2 separate regions of the Ovis aries genome follow, and region 2 is linked to region 1. Evidence: chromatin contacts called from public Hi-C data. All regions are on one chromosome and are shown on one strand. The core of a region is the stretch at or near the end of the contact, and the rest is flanking DNA. Distances in the headings are between cores, read along the strand shown. Region 1 holds the start of BBOX1 (gamma-butyrobetaine hydroxylase 1). Region 2 has its middle 79 kb from the start of BBOX1.

What was found. Hi-C and Micro-C count contacts between places; a contact is called where the count stands out from the background.
Region 2: a contact with region 1 is called in a Hi-C map of liver, with 2.9 times the contacts expected there. The contact joins the enhancer-like site here to the promoter of BBOX1 in region 1. A contact is called at or near these places in 2 of 16 Hi-C or Micro-C datasets (liver and mixed tissues).

The regions. Positions count from the first base shown.
Region 1 is chr15:56,521,517-56,527,184 of ARS-UI_Ramb_v3.0, reverse strand. BBOX1 (gamma-butyrobetaine hydroxylase 1) reads right to left here and starts at 2,355. Exons shown (of 7, transcript XM_060399503.1): 1 at 2,012-2,355; 2 at 374-488. The coding sequence starts at 2,230.
Region 2 is chr15:56,601,003-56,607,421 of ARS-UI_Ramb_v3.0, reverse strand. No RefSeq gene overlaps it. Among named protein-coding and RNA genes, the nearest start is that of BBOX1, 79 kb to the right of the region's middle. Within about 2 kb of position 1,446, at least 5 of the 54 cell types and tissues checked have an H3K27ac peak or open chromatin away from gene starts, as enhancers often do.

The DNA.
Region 1 (5,668 bases), core at 1,106-3,605:
TTGTTGATCTTGTGTTTTTCTGGCCTCAGCTAAAACTGTTAAGGAACAAGTGTGCCTTTGATTCATCCTGCTTCTTTGCAGGGACACTTACGGAGTGTCTGTGGAGTGAAGGTTTTCATGTTAGATGACAAGAATACAAATTTGCTAAATTTCTTCTCTTTTAAGGTGGAAAATTCCAAGTTCTAGAATGTCTAGAGCTGCTCTATGTTTCTTTCCATCTCTACTTGCATGATCTGTGTGGTAAATCATTAAACATTCCACATAAATTACAATAATATTTTAACCAGGGTACAAGGGCTTTAATTTGCTTCTGAGCAAATTTTTTACCATATGAGGTTTAAAGGTTAAAATCGGAAAACCGAAGCAAGGTTACCTGGCAAAAACAATTCTTTCTGGAGTCTTTCTCTGGCCTGCTGTGAAAAGCATCTTTTCTTCAGCCAGTCAGCTCCATATTCACTGTGATGGTCATTTGGCCACATGATATGAACCTTATAACACAGAAAGCAAATATCACATAAACATATATTGTGCTTCTATGTACTTTGGTTCTCTGTTATTGCTGTTTCTGAAAGTTATTTACCTCTATCAGGAATCAAATTAGCTCTTGCTTTTTCTCCTTCTGTTTTTTAACTTATATACTCAAAAGCATAGAATAAACTTTTGGCAAAGGAAGAAACTGAACGCCAAGGAGATACAGCTGAGGTCTGAAGCCCCTTAAATACACAAGAAACAAAACCCGGCTAGATCTGAAGTTCTTGTTTCATAGTCTTAAAACCCGTGGTCCCTGAACTTTATGTGATGACTTGAGGTCAGAGATCAATTAAGATTCCTGCCAATAATATCAGAAATAGTAATGATGATAATGAGGTAGATAGTAATAGGAGGAATAGCACCAGTTTGAGTGCATACTCTACAAGGAGCACTATAAACATAACTCACTTAGTCCTCATACAACTTGTGGGAGAAGCTATAACTAATATTCACATTTTCAGGTGAGGCAAGTAAGAGGAAATAACATGGTTAAAATCCCACAGCTAGCAAGCAGTGAACTCTGGCAGAAAAGTCCTTGATTCAAGATGAAGACAGGTGGGGGTGGATGACCTTGCTGGTCACACTTCCTTTTCTGATAACCATCCTAGCAAATTTGGAAGAGAAACAGGCTAGGGCTATGTCTGCTTTGTGGTTCTGAGAGCTGAGCTGTCAGGAATCCCATACAAAGTCTTTTACATCTACTCACGAATTTGACTAAAAATATTAATCAATGCAGGTTTTTGAGTGCTCACTGTATGCCAGCCACATGCTAACATTTTATCCATATTATCTCGTTCAATCTTCACATCATCTCTAGGAACAAATCTTGTTAGTATCCTTCATTTCTAGATGAGTAAACTGAGGTAAGGAGCACTCCTTATATTAGAGAAATAGTTTGATTGTACCTTCAAGGCTGCCACTCACTGAAGGAATAATGAGCAACTTTGTATATTTTATTAAAGATAATAGCAGTAGTAATAAAAATGGTAATAATAATAGCAGAAGCTTTCACTTAGTGAGCATGCTGACTTGGCACCAAGCACTATGCAATCTTGTTTTTTTATACATGGCTCAGTGTTAAAGAATCTGACTGCCAATGCAGGAGACACAAGAGATGCAGATTTGATCCCTGGGTTGGGAAGATACCCTGGAGTAGTAGTAGTAGTAGTGAAGTCGCTCAGTCATGTCTGACCCTTTGCAACCTCATGGACTGTAGCCTACCAAGCTCCTCTGTCCATGGGATTTTCCAGGCAATAGTATTGGGGTGGATTGCCATTGCCTGGAAAATTCCATGGACAGAGAAGCCTGGTGGGCTATAGTCCATGGGGTTGCCAAGACATGACTAATTGAGCACGTTCGTGACTCTGATATTTAATATATACATACATTAAATACAATATAATTCATTATTTGAATTATTTGAGCCTAGACCTTTTATTTAAGTTGAGAGAGCAGGGAGAGATAATTTGGAGATAGTTACCTTTTTCCTGTCAAACATCAAATCTTTGATCCCAACGTACACATCAAGAGCTTCGATAAGAAGTTTCCGTGCTTTTGCCGAATCAAGGTAGCAGTCGGGACACTGACAGTTGTCCCGGAGCCACACAGCTGGGTAGATAGAGTCTGTACCATCCTGCCAGATGATTCGCATCAAGTGAGCTCCATCCAGCACTTCTGCCTTTTCGATGACGCAGCCCATGTTTCTGGTCCTTGGGGGTAAACCTTGTCAGCTGCCTGCTATGACAAATCAGTGTTAAAAGGACTCTCGGGAGGGTCAGGCCTGAACTTGACTTCTAACAATTCAAATGGACTCTGGCTTCTGCTATTTGCTTGGGTTTGTGGTTTCACTTATCAGTGCTGGGACCTTTGTTCTGATGAGAGTATTTCATGAGCTGTAAACAGAAACACAGTAACTAAAAGTAAACAAGATAAATGCTCTGTCATGATCCAGACAGAAAGAATTCCTTGTTTTCTCATAGCACTTAAAAAAAATAAGTTCAGAACCAACAACGCAGTCACTTTTAAGCTTGCATAAAAGCTCTGGAGGTGTTTTTTTTTTTTTTTTCCCCTCCCACCTCCCTCCCCATGGAGTTTTTTTTTAAGGGAGAAAAATACCCCACAAATTGAAAGTGCAACTGTCACACCTGTGTTATTTTAACTGATGCCCAAATTCGCTGGATCCAGCCAAATCAGGAACTTTCAAATCTCAGTTCCTAGACTCATTCTGCCCCCATTGCTAGGGATGACTGTCAGGAGGCATTTAACAGGAGGCTTCCTGTGTGCTGTTTTGGATCTGTCAGGAATGCTCTGTTCCTTATTAATTCCTGAATATTCAGGAATTAAGAGGAGAGGCAAGCCTCTCCCTGGGCTGAGGAATCCAGGCTTTTCCTTCTTTAGTTTTTCAATACAGTGATAAGTACCCTCTTCCTTCTTATGAACCATATGGTAAAAGTGATTGTTTACAACTCTCTCTCTTTAACATGGATCACCTATGTTTTGTATGTTTGGAATTTTAATCTTTATCCTTGCTGAGAATAACTACCTCAATGGCAACCCACTCCAGTACTCTTGCCTGGAGAACCCCATGGACGGAGGAACCTGGTAGGCTGCAGTCCATGGGGTCGCTAAGAGTCGGACACAACTGAGCGACTTCACTTTCACTTTTCACTTTCATGCTTTGGAGAAGGAAATGGCAACCCACTCCAGTGTTCTTGCCTGGAGAATCCCAGGGACAGAGGAGCCTGGTGGGCTGCTGTCTATGGGGTCGTACAGAGTAGGACACGACTGATGCGACTTAGCAGCAGCAGCAGCAAGACAGTATAAATGCCCACACCATGTTGATTAAAACACCTTTGCTCCATTAGAGCTTTGGTCCCCGAGTCTTGCTTTCTCTCTCTCTCTCAGGCTAATTCTTTGGAGTACAGAGACCCATCATGTTCGTTCTCCTGCCCAGGCTTCTAAGACCCTCCTGAGAAGGCGCACTGTGCCTTCACCCCCCTCGAAAGGGCGCCAGGTGCCTTCGTGAGCGATGTAAGGCCTATGTCAAAGGGCTTTATTGGTTTTCTGTGTAAACCAAGGAATATCAGCTTCTTTCTCTCTTTCTTTCACTGTTTTATCTTTGACTCTGGACCACCAGGTTCCGGTCCATTAAAGGACCTCAACAGATGACTTTTCACAAACTTTTCTTTTCATGAGCCAGGCTATCTGTATCCTGGTGATCTGGCAAATAGAAGCTTAAATAAGTAAAGAGTTTGTTTTTCTTGTATAAAAAGAAGTCCCAACGTGACTGTCCATTACTGGTAATGTGATTTCACAGAATCATGGGGAACCCAGGCTGCTCAGAGATTTTATTCTTCTGCTTGCTGCATCACGTTTCAAAATGACTGCTCCATCACCAATACCACGTCTACATCCCAGGGAGGAAAAAGGAAAAACATCACGTGGCACTGAAGTCTACCTTATTTTCAACTCTTCCCCATCTAGCAACTTCCAGATATATTTCATTGGCCAGAATTATATCACAATCTAACTTCAGCTACAAGGGAAGATGGGAAATATAACTGTTTACTAGTTACATGCTTGCTCTGCAGAAATCAATGTGTCATCAGTGAAGATGGAAAATAAGATGGAATCAACATGCATTCAGCAGCGTTGCTCACAACCTTTAAGACGTGCTCATATAGATATCTTCTTTAAACAGGCCATCCTGAGGCCTCTCAGACAACTATCAATGTCACTTATGCCCAGCCTTCCTTATTATTATTATTATTTTTTTTGCTTTCACAATTATCTTCTTTATTTTCAAGTCTGGAACTTCCAAGTGATCTTTGTATCCTCTAGTGCAGCAGGCACATAGAAGGCATTTAATATTGGAATGAAAACTTCAGCTTGACACATGAGGAGGAAAAAAAAGACTCTTTTCTGTATTTAAGTAAGATTGTACTTACTGTAGTAAAATCATAACTTACATAAATTGATCAAGGACAGGCAGCTGCCTGGGTCAGATGTTTTTATACAGTCCATGAGGAAAGAATACTTTTTATATTCTCTAAAGGTATGAAAAAAGTAAAACACAAACATGAAACAGGGAAAGTATATAAAGCTGAAAATATACTATCTTCCCTTAATATATATATATATATATATATACATACACATTTGCCAACCTCTGAGCTAGAGAAAAATTGACTACATTTATTCTTTTTCTCCTTAAGTTTCCAGTATGATTTAAGGCTCTGGTTATGTTATCCCAGATTAACTGGAATCATCACTGTCCGGTGAAATATCTACAGCAATTACCCAGGTAAGCAGCAGGAGAAAGAGGCTGGGAAATACCAGAATACAGGTGATGTCATCTTAAGATCTCCTAAGAAGTAAGACAGTTAAGGGGAAAAATCCTTCTTAGTAATTTTTAATCATCAAACTTTCATGTGTAGTGGTATATATTCGAAACTTAACTCATTGTCAAGAAAGTGCTGATTAATAAGCTTGAAGGGCTTCCCTGTAGTTCATTTGGTAAAGAATCTGCCTGCAATGCAGGAGACCTGGGTTTGATTCCTGAGTTGGGAAGATCCCCTGGGGGAGGAAATAGCAACCCACTCCAGTATCTTTGCCTGGAGAATCTCATGGACAGAGGAGCCTGGCAGGCTGTAATCCATGGGATTGCAAAGAGTTGGACACGACTGAGCAACTAAACCACCACCAATGAGCTTGAAAATGTTTTGTTTGAAAGGATGTTCATCAAACTTGAAATTTCACACATTAATTCTTAATAGACACATTGTTTGAAGGGTGCATCTTCTCCCATAATAAACACTGTTCTGTACTCACCCATGGCTCTGTGCCAAGTCCTGCTAACTATTGAAGTGATCACACCTACAGATATGGCTGTACCAACAAACACTTGTTCCATTCTAACCTGACATTTTTGCTTTCTCTCCCTCTTTTTTTATTTATCTTTTTTTTTCTCCTTTTTCTACCTAGCAAGTTTGAACTGGAGAGGGAAAGTGCATTTTCAAGTATTAGGGGCACAGGGTTTGACAGTCGGCACTAGTGGTAGAGAATCTGCCTGCCAACGCAGGAGACACAAGAGACTCAGGTTCGACCCCTGGGTTGGAAAGATCTCCTGGAGGAGGAA
Region 2 (6,419 bases), core at 197-2,696, 81 kb before region 1:
CTCTTGATGAAAGTGAAAGAGGACAGTGAAAAAGTTGGCTTAAAGCTCAACATTCAGAAAACAAAGATCATGGCATCTGGTCCCATCACTTCATGGGAAATAGATCAGGAAACAGTGGAAACAATGTCAGACTTTTTTTGGGGGGGCTCCAGAATCACTGCAGATGGTGACTGCAGCCATGAAATTAAAAGACGCTTACTCCTTGGAAGGAAAGTTATGACCAACCTAGATAGCATATTCGAAAGCAGAGACATTACTTTGCTGACATAGGTCCGTCTAGTCAAGGCTATGGTTTTTCCTGTGGTCATGTATGGATGTGAGAGTTGAACTGTGAAGAAGGCTGAGCCCTGAAGAATTGATGCTTTTGAACTGTGGTGTTGGAGAAGACTCTTGAGAGTCCCTTGGACTGCAAGGAGATCCAACCAGTCCATTCTGAAGGAGATCAGCCCTGGGATTTCTTTGGAAGGAATGATGCTAAAGCTGAAGCTCCAGTACTTCGGCCACTTCATGCGAAGAGCTGACTCATTGGAAAAGACTCTGATGCTGAGAGGGATTGGGGACAGGAGGAGAAGGGGATGACAGAGGATGAGATGGCTGGATGGCATCACTGACTCGATGGAGGCAAGTCTGAGTGAACTCTGGGAGTTGGTGTTGGACAGGGAGGCCTGGCGTGCTGCGATTCATGGGGTCGCAAAGAGTTGGAGACGACTGAGCGACTGAACTGAACTGAACTGAAGGACAAAATCTTTCTTTGTTTTCTGAATAAGGTTTGGTTTTGTTAGTCTCAAAATCATTCTTCCGTCCTTCCTCAATTCATAATGCTGCAGAATTAAGCTACTGCTATTTAGGAATAATTGCTTAAGAACCACCATTGAAAAAGATGCCAATTATGAGAATTCTCACTTTTCTACTTCCTTCTCCAGAGGAAACCTCTGGCAACAATTTAGATGTATCTTTTTAGTCTGTGTATATATTCACACACATATACACACATAATACATATATTGTTTATATGTATGCATACAATCGTTTCTAAGCAGAGCTCATAGATCTGATTATAGAGCAATGTTATTTTATTCCCAGTGGCCCTTCTGAGCCTTATCTGAGGAGATAGTTCTTCCCCTGCACTGGAGGAGAACACATTTAGGTCTTGTCCCTTCTCTAGTCACTTCAAATCACAAAATATAATAGTGCACTAATTACCATGCTAAATTGCAAGTAATAATACAAATCTGGCTTTGATTTAGAGTTGAGTCTTCCTTCCTATTTCATTTTGGCATTGCTTCAAGAAAGGAAGCGTGGTAGTTTTTATCCATCTTTCCTCATCTAGAACTTCGCTTGTCCTCTCCCATCTCAACAGCCTTGTTTTTCTGACTCCTCTGGGTAAGAATATCCATTTCCTCACTTCTGACTCACCATTTGATGTCACTATTCACAGAAGAATTCTGCCAGTCTGACAGACACAGTATCTCATTGTTGTTCTAATTTCCAGTTTCCCAACTACTAGTGAGATAGAAAATCTTTGTATGCATATGCTAATCACATTTTTTCTTCTCTGAGCTGCTTGTTTGTGTCTTTTTTTTTACAATTTATTTATTGTTTTTTTAAAAATGATTTGAACTTTGTTACACTTTCCCTATATCATTTGTTAAATACTTTGTAAATATTTTCTATCAGTCTGCCATGTCTTTGTGTATGACAATGTTTCTTATATAGAATTTAAAAATTTTTCAGAGGTCCAATAACTATATAAAAAAGATCTTCATGACCCAGAGAATCATGATGGTGTGATCACTCACTTAGAGGCAGACCTCCTGGACTGTGAAGTCAAGTGGGCGTTAGGAAGCATCACTATGAACAAAGCTAGTGGAGGTGATGGAATTCCACTTGAGCTATTTCAAATTCTAAAAGATGATGCTGTGAAAGTGCTGCACTCAATATGCCAGCAAATCTGGAAAACTCAGCAGTGGCCACAGGACTGGAAAAGGTCAGTTTTCATTTCAATCCCAAAGAAAGGCAATGCCAAAGAATGTTTAAACTACTGCACAGTTGTACTCATCTCACACACTAGTAAAGTAATGCTCAAAATTCTCCAAGCCAGGCTTCAACAGTACATGAACCATGAAGTCCAGATGTTTAAGCTGGACTTAGAAAAGGCAGAAGATCCAGAGATCAAATCGCCAACATCTGCTGGATCATGGAAAAAGCAAGAGAGTTCCAGAAAGACAGCTGTTTTATTGACTATACCAAAGCCTTTGACTGTGGATCACAACCAACTGTGTAAGATTCTTCACGAGGTGGGAATACCAGACCACCTGACCTGCCTCTTGAGAAATCTGTATGTAGGTCAAGAAAGAACAGTTAAAACAGGACACGGAACAACAGACTGGTTCCAAATTGGGAAAGGAGTATGTCAAGGCTGAGTATTGTCACCCTGGTTATTTAACTAATACACAAAGACATTATGCGAGATGCCAGGCTAAATGAAGCACAAACTGGAATCAAGATTGCCTGCAGAAATATCAATAACCTCAGATATGCAGATGATACCATCCTTATGGCAGAAAGTGAAGAGGAACTAAAGAGTCTCTTAATGAAAGTGAAAGAGAACAGTGAAAAAGTTGGCTTAAAGCTCAATATTCAGAAAACTAAGATCATGCCATTTTGTCCCATCACTTCATGGCAGATAGATGGGGAAAGAATGGAAACAAGGAGAGACTATTTTGGGGGTTCCAAAATCACTGCTGATGGTGACTGCAGCAGTGGAATTAAAAGACACTTGCTCCTTGGAAGAAAACCTATGACCAACCTAGACAGCATATTAAAAAGCAGAGACATTACTTTACCAACAAAAGTTCATCTAGTCAAAGCTATTGTTTTTCCACTAGTCATGTATGGATGTGAGAGTTGAACTATAAAGAAAGCTGAGTGCCAAAGATTTATTTGATGCTTATGAACTGTAATGTTGAAGATTCTTGAGAGTCCCTTGGACTGCAAGGAGATCCAACCAGTCCATGCTAAAGGAAATCAGTCCTGTATATTCATTGGAAGGACTGATGCTGAAGCTGAAACTCTTGATACTTTGGCCACCTGATATGAAGAACAGACTCATTGGAAAAGACTCTGAAGCTGGGAAAGATTGAAGGTGGGAGGAGAAGGGGATGAGAGAGGATGAGATTGTTTGATGGCATCATTGACTCGAAGGACATGAGTCTGAGTAAGCTCCGGGAGTTGGTGATGGACAGGGACGCCGGGCATGCTGCAGTCCATGGGTTCACAAAGAGTTGGACACGAATGAGTGACTGAACTGAACTGAATCTTTCCTTTATCTTCCAGGTTTTTGTGTCTTGTCCAGGAAGGTCTTTACCCCTCCATGGTTATGAAATATTCTCCTGTAGTTCTTATTATATGTTCATATTTTGTATATTTATCTTAACTCTATAGTCTACCTGGAATTGATTTTGTATATAAAATGAGATGGAGAGGGTGAAGATATTTAAATTTAATTCTTTCAGAATGGATGGCCAGTAGTTTTTAAATGCTGTTTACCAAAAGACCATCTTTTCCCCATTGATATGAAATGCCACTTTTATCAAAAGTGAAATTATGGGTATGTTTCTGATCTTTTACACCGTGAAAGCGTCTTCTATTCTTGTGCCGGTACTGTGGTTTTCGTTACTGCGACGCAGTTTACTTTGACATCTGATAGGAAAGAAGCCCCCTTTCCTTCCCTTAGTCTGTTTTCAGTGTTCTTGGCTATTCTTTAACGTTGTATCTGTACATGAATTTTAGAACTGACTTGTCACAGTTTATAAATGATCCAGTTGGAATTATGGCTCTAATTTCATTTGATTATGAATTTATTGATTGGAACAAAACTGACATTTTTATAATATTAAACTCTTGCATCTAGCACCATGGCGTGTCTACAGTGTTCAGGTCTTTTAAAGCTGTCTAAATCTTTCATGTTTATTTCGAGATTTATTTATACCCATACAGTCTAGTTTCCTTTTAAATGGTCTTCTCTAGTTGGTACTGCCAGTCTTGTTTTGTCAATATTTTACTCATCAGAGAGGAACTAATTTGTTTGTGTTACATAAGATTCTGTCATTCTGAGCAATGTGGTAACACTGATTCTAAGTATTGGGTTGGCCAGTGAATTCATTCAGGTTCTTCCTTCAGATGTCATGGAAAAACACAAACAAAGGCTTTGGCCCACATGGTAGAAGAAAACATGCTAAAGTCACGAAACACAGGATTGCTCCCACCATTTATTATATATAATCATTTAAGGGTTTTTTGGTTCCTGTTATTAAATCCTATCTGTAAAATGGGAGCATTAATTTTAGCTTCACATCTTTTCATTAAAACACTTGGGGGAAAGGTGAGTACACACTTTTATGGTCTTAAACTCTGGAACTCAAATATGCTTGCATGTTACAATCTCCTTGTAAGTTAAAGAAAAGTAAAAATATGTCAGAAACTTATTCAGAAGTTCATTAGAGCCGCTGCATAGGTACATTATGAGAGCTTCAGGCTGTATAACAGCAAGGAGAATCTTCTAGATTCTAGTCAAACCACTAAGCACTTTACGTGAAAGTGAAAGTCACTCAGTCGAGTCTGACTCTTTGCGAGCCCGTGGGATTCTCCAGGCCAGAATAGTGGAGTGGGTAGCCTTTCTCTTCTCCAGGGATCTTCCTGCCCCAGGGATTGAACCCAGGTCTCCCACATTGCTGGTGGATTCTTTATCAACTGAGCTCTCAGAAAAGCCCAGCATTTTATATATGTTGTTTAAATCTACAAGGCAAGTATTATCTACATTTCAAAGATTCCTTCCTTCTTTCCTTTAGCTACACATAGAGCCATTATGAGTATCCAGTGAGATATTATCTGGGAATATGAATTATATGAATGTAAAAGATTATCAGTAGATAATCTTCATTTCAAAAGATTCCTTCCTTCTTTCCTTTCTTTCAAACTTATTGAACAGTTACAAGAATAGTAAAAAGAATACCTATGTCATCTTAACTCAGATACTCCAAAAGTTAACATTTCGCTATATTTACCTTTTCATTTTCCTATATGTATTTAATTGTTAATATTGTATTATCATTTCTCAAACATTGGAGGATAATTTGAAGATAAAATGCCTTCTTACTCTTAAATGCTTTAAGAACCCTCTCCCGTAGAACTATGACGCATCTATTAGAATCAAATAACATTGATCTAATATTACTACTGAAACCCAGACCCCATTTAAAGTTTGCCTTTGGCTCTGTTATTGCTGCAGATTTGGGTGTTGGAGGGACAGGCCATGATTTTCTCAAAGTAACGAGCCTGAGAACAAGAAGAGAACTTGAAAGATTTTCTCCAGTTTTTCTTCTCACTGCTTTTCAGACCATCTTTGGCCCCAGGCTGCTCTGATCTGCATCTTCTACAACCCAGCCAAGACAGTCATCATGCTCTGCAGGGTTTCTCACATTTTCTTGATGAGTCTGGGAATCCATATTTCCTTTTTATGTCTATGGTTTCATGAGGTTTAACATTTGGCAGGGAGGCAGCACCAACCCTTGCTGGTTTTCTATTCAGACAAAAAACTTGCAAAAACTTTTCAATGTAGTCAAGTGGCTATCATTTTTGCTTTATACCATCTGGGTTTTCAATGCAGATTGTACGTGCCATTTCTTAGGTTTATTTTCAATGTTTTATTCTTTTTAAAAAATGAAGGTCGTGTATCCATCTGTCCACCTGTAATTTATGTTTGTGGATGGTGTAAGATTAGGATAGGGAGGTCTCTATGTTTATTTTTCCAGAAAAATAGTCAGTTGTTTTAATCATCACTTAAGATATTCATCCTTTTATTTCAGAATCGAGCTGTCATTTTATCATACAATAAATTCTTTCACATAGTAGGTTTTATTTTTGGATTCTCTATTCCATTTCACTGGTCTGTTTTGCTACTTCAGTACCAATGATGTGATAAATAAAGTAGCTTTGTTGTTAAGCTCTTTTCTTATTTGTGACTTAGCTGAATTTATTCTCCAGACAGTCTTATCATCAAAGATGAGTCTCATATCCAGAGTCACTAATGTTGACTGTGGCTCCCTATTTTAATTTAGAAATACTTGCTGAATCATGTTTTTATATGCCAAAATATTAAAAATAAAATTCATGTTGATTTATGGCAAAACCAATATAATATTGTAAAGTAATTAACCTCCAATTAAAATAAATAAATTTATATTAAACAAACAAACAAAAAAATAAAATTCGCCAATAATAATTAGCTTTTGATGAGCCCAGGTCATCCGGTTTGGTTGACTCACTGATAGGCAAATTGTACCTTTTTCTGTCTTTCTTTTTAAATACTACATTGTTTTTCAAAGTTAATTTAAAAGGCTACATTATTAATGGTTGCT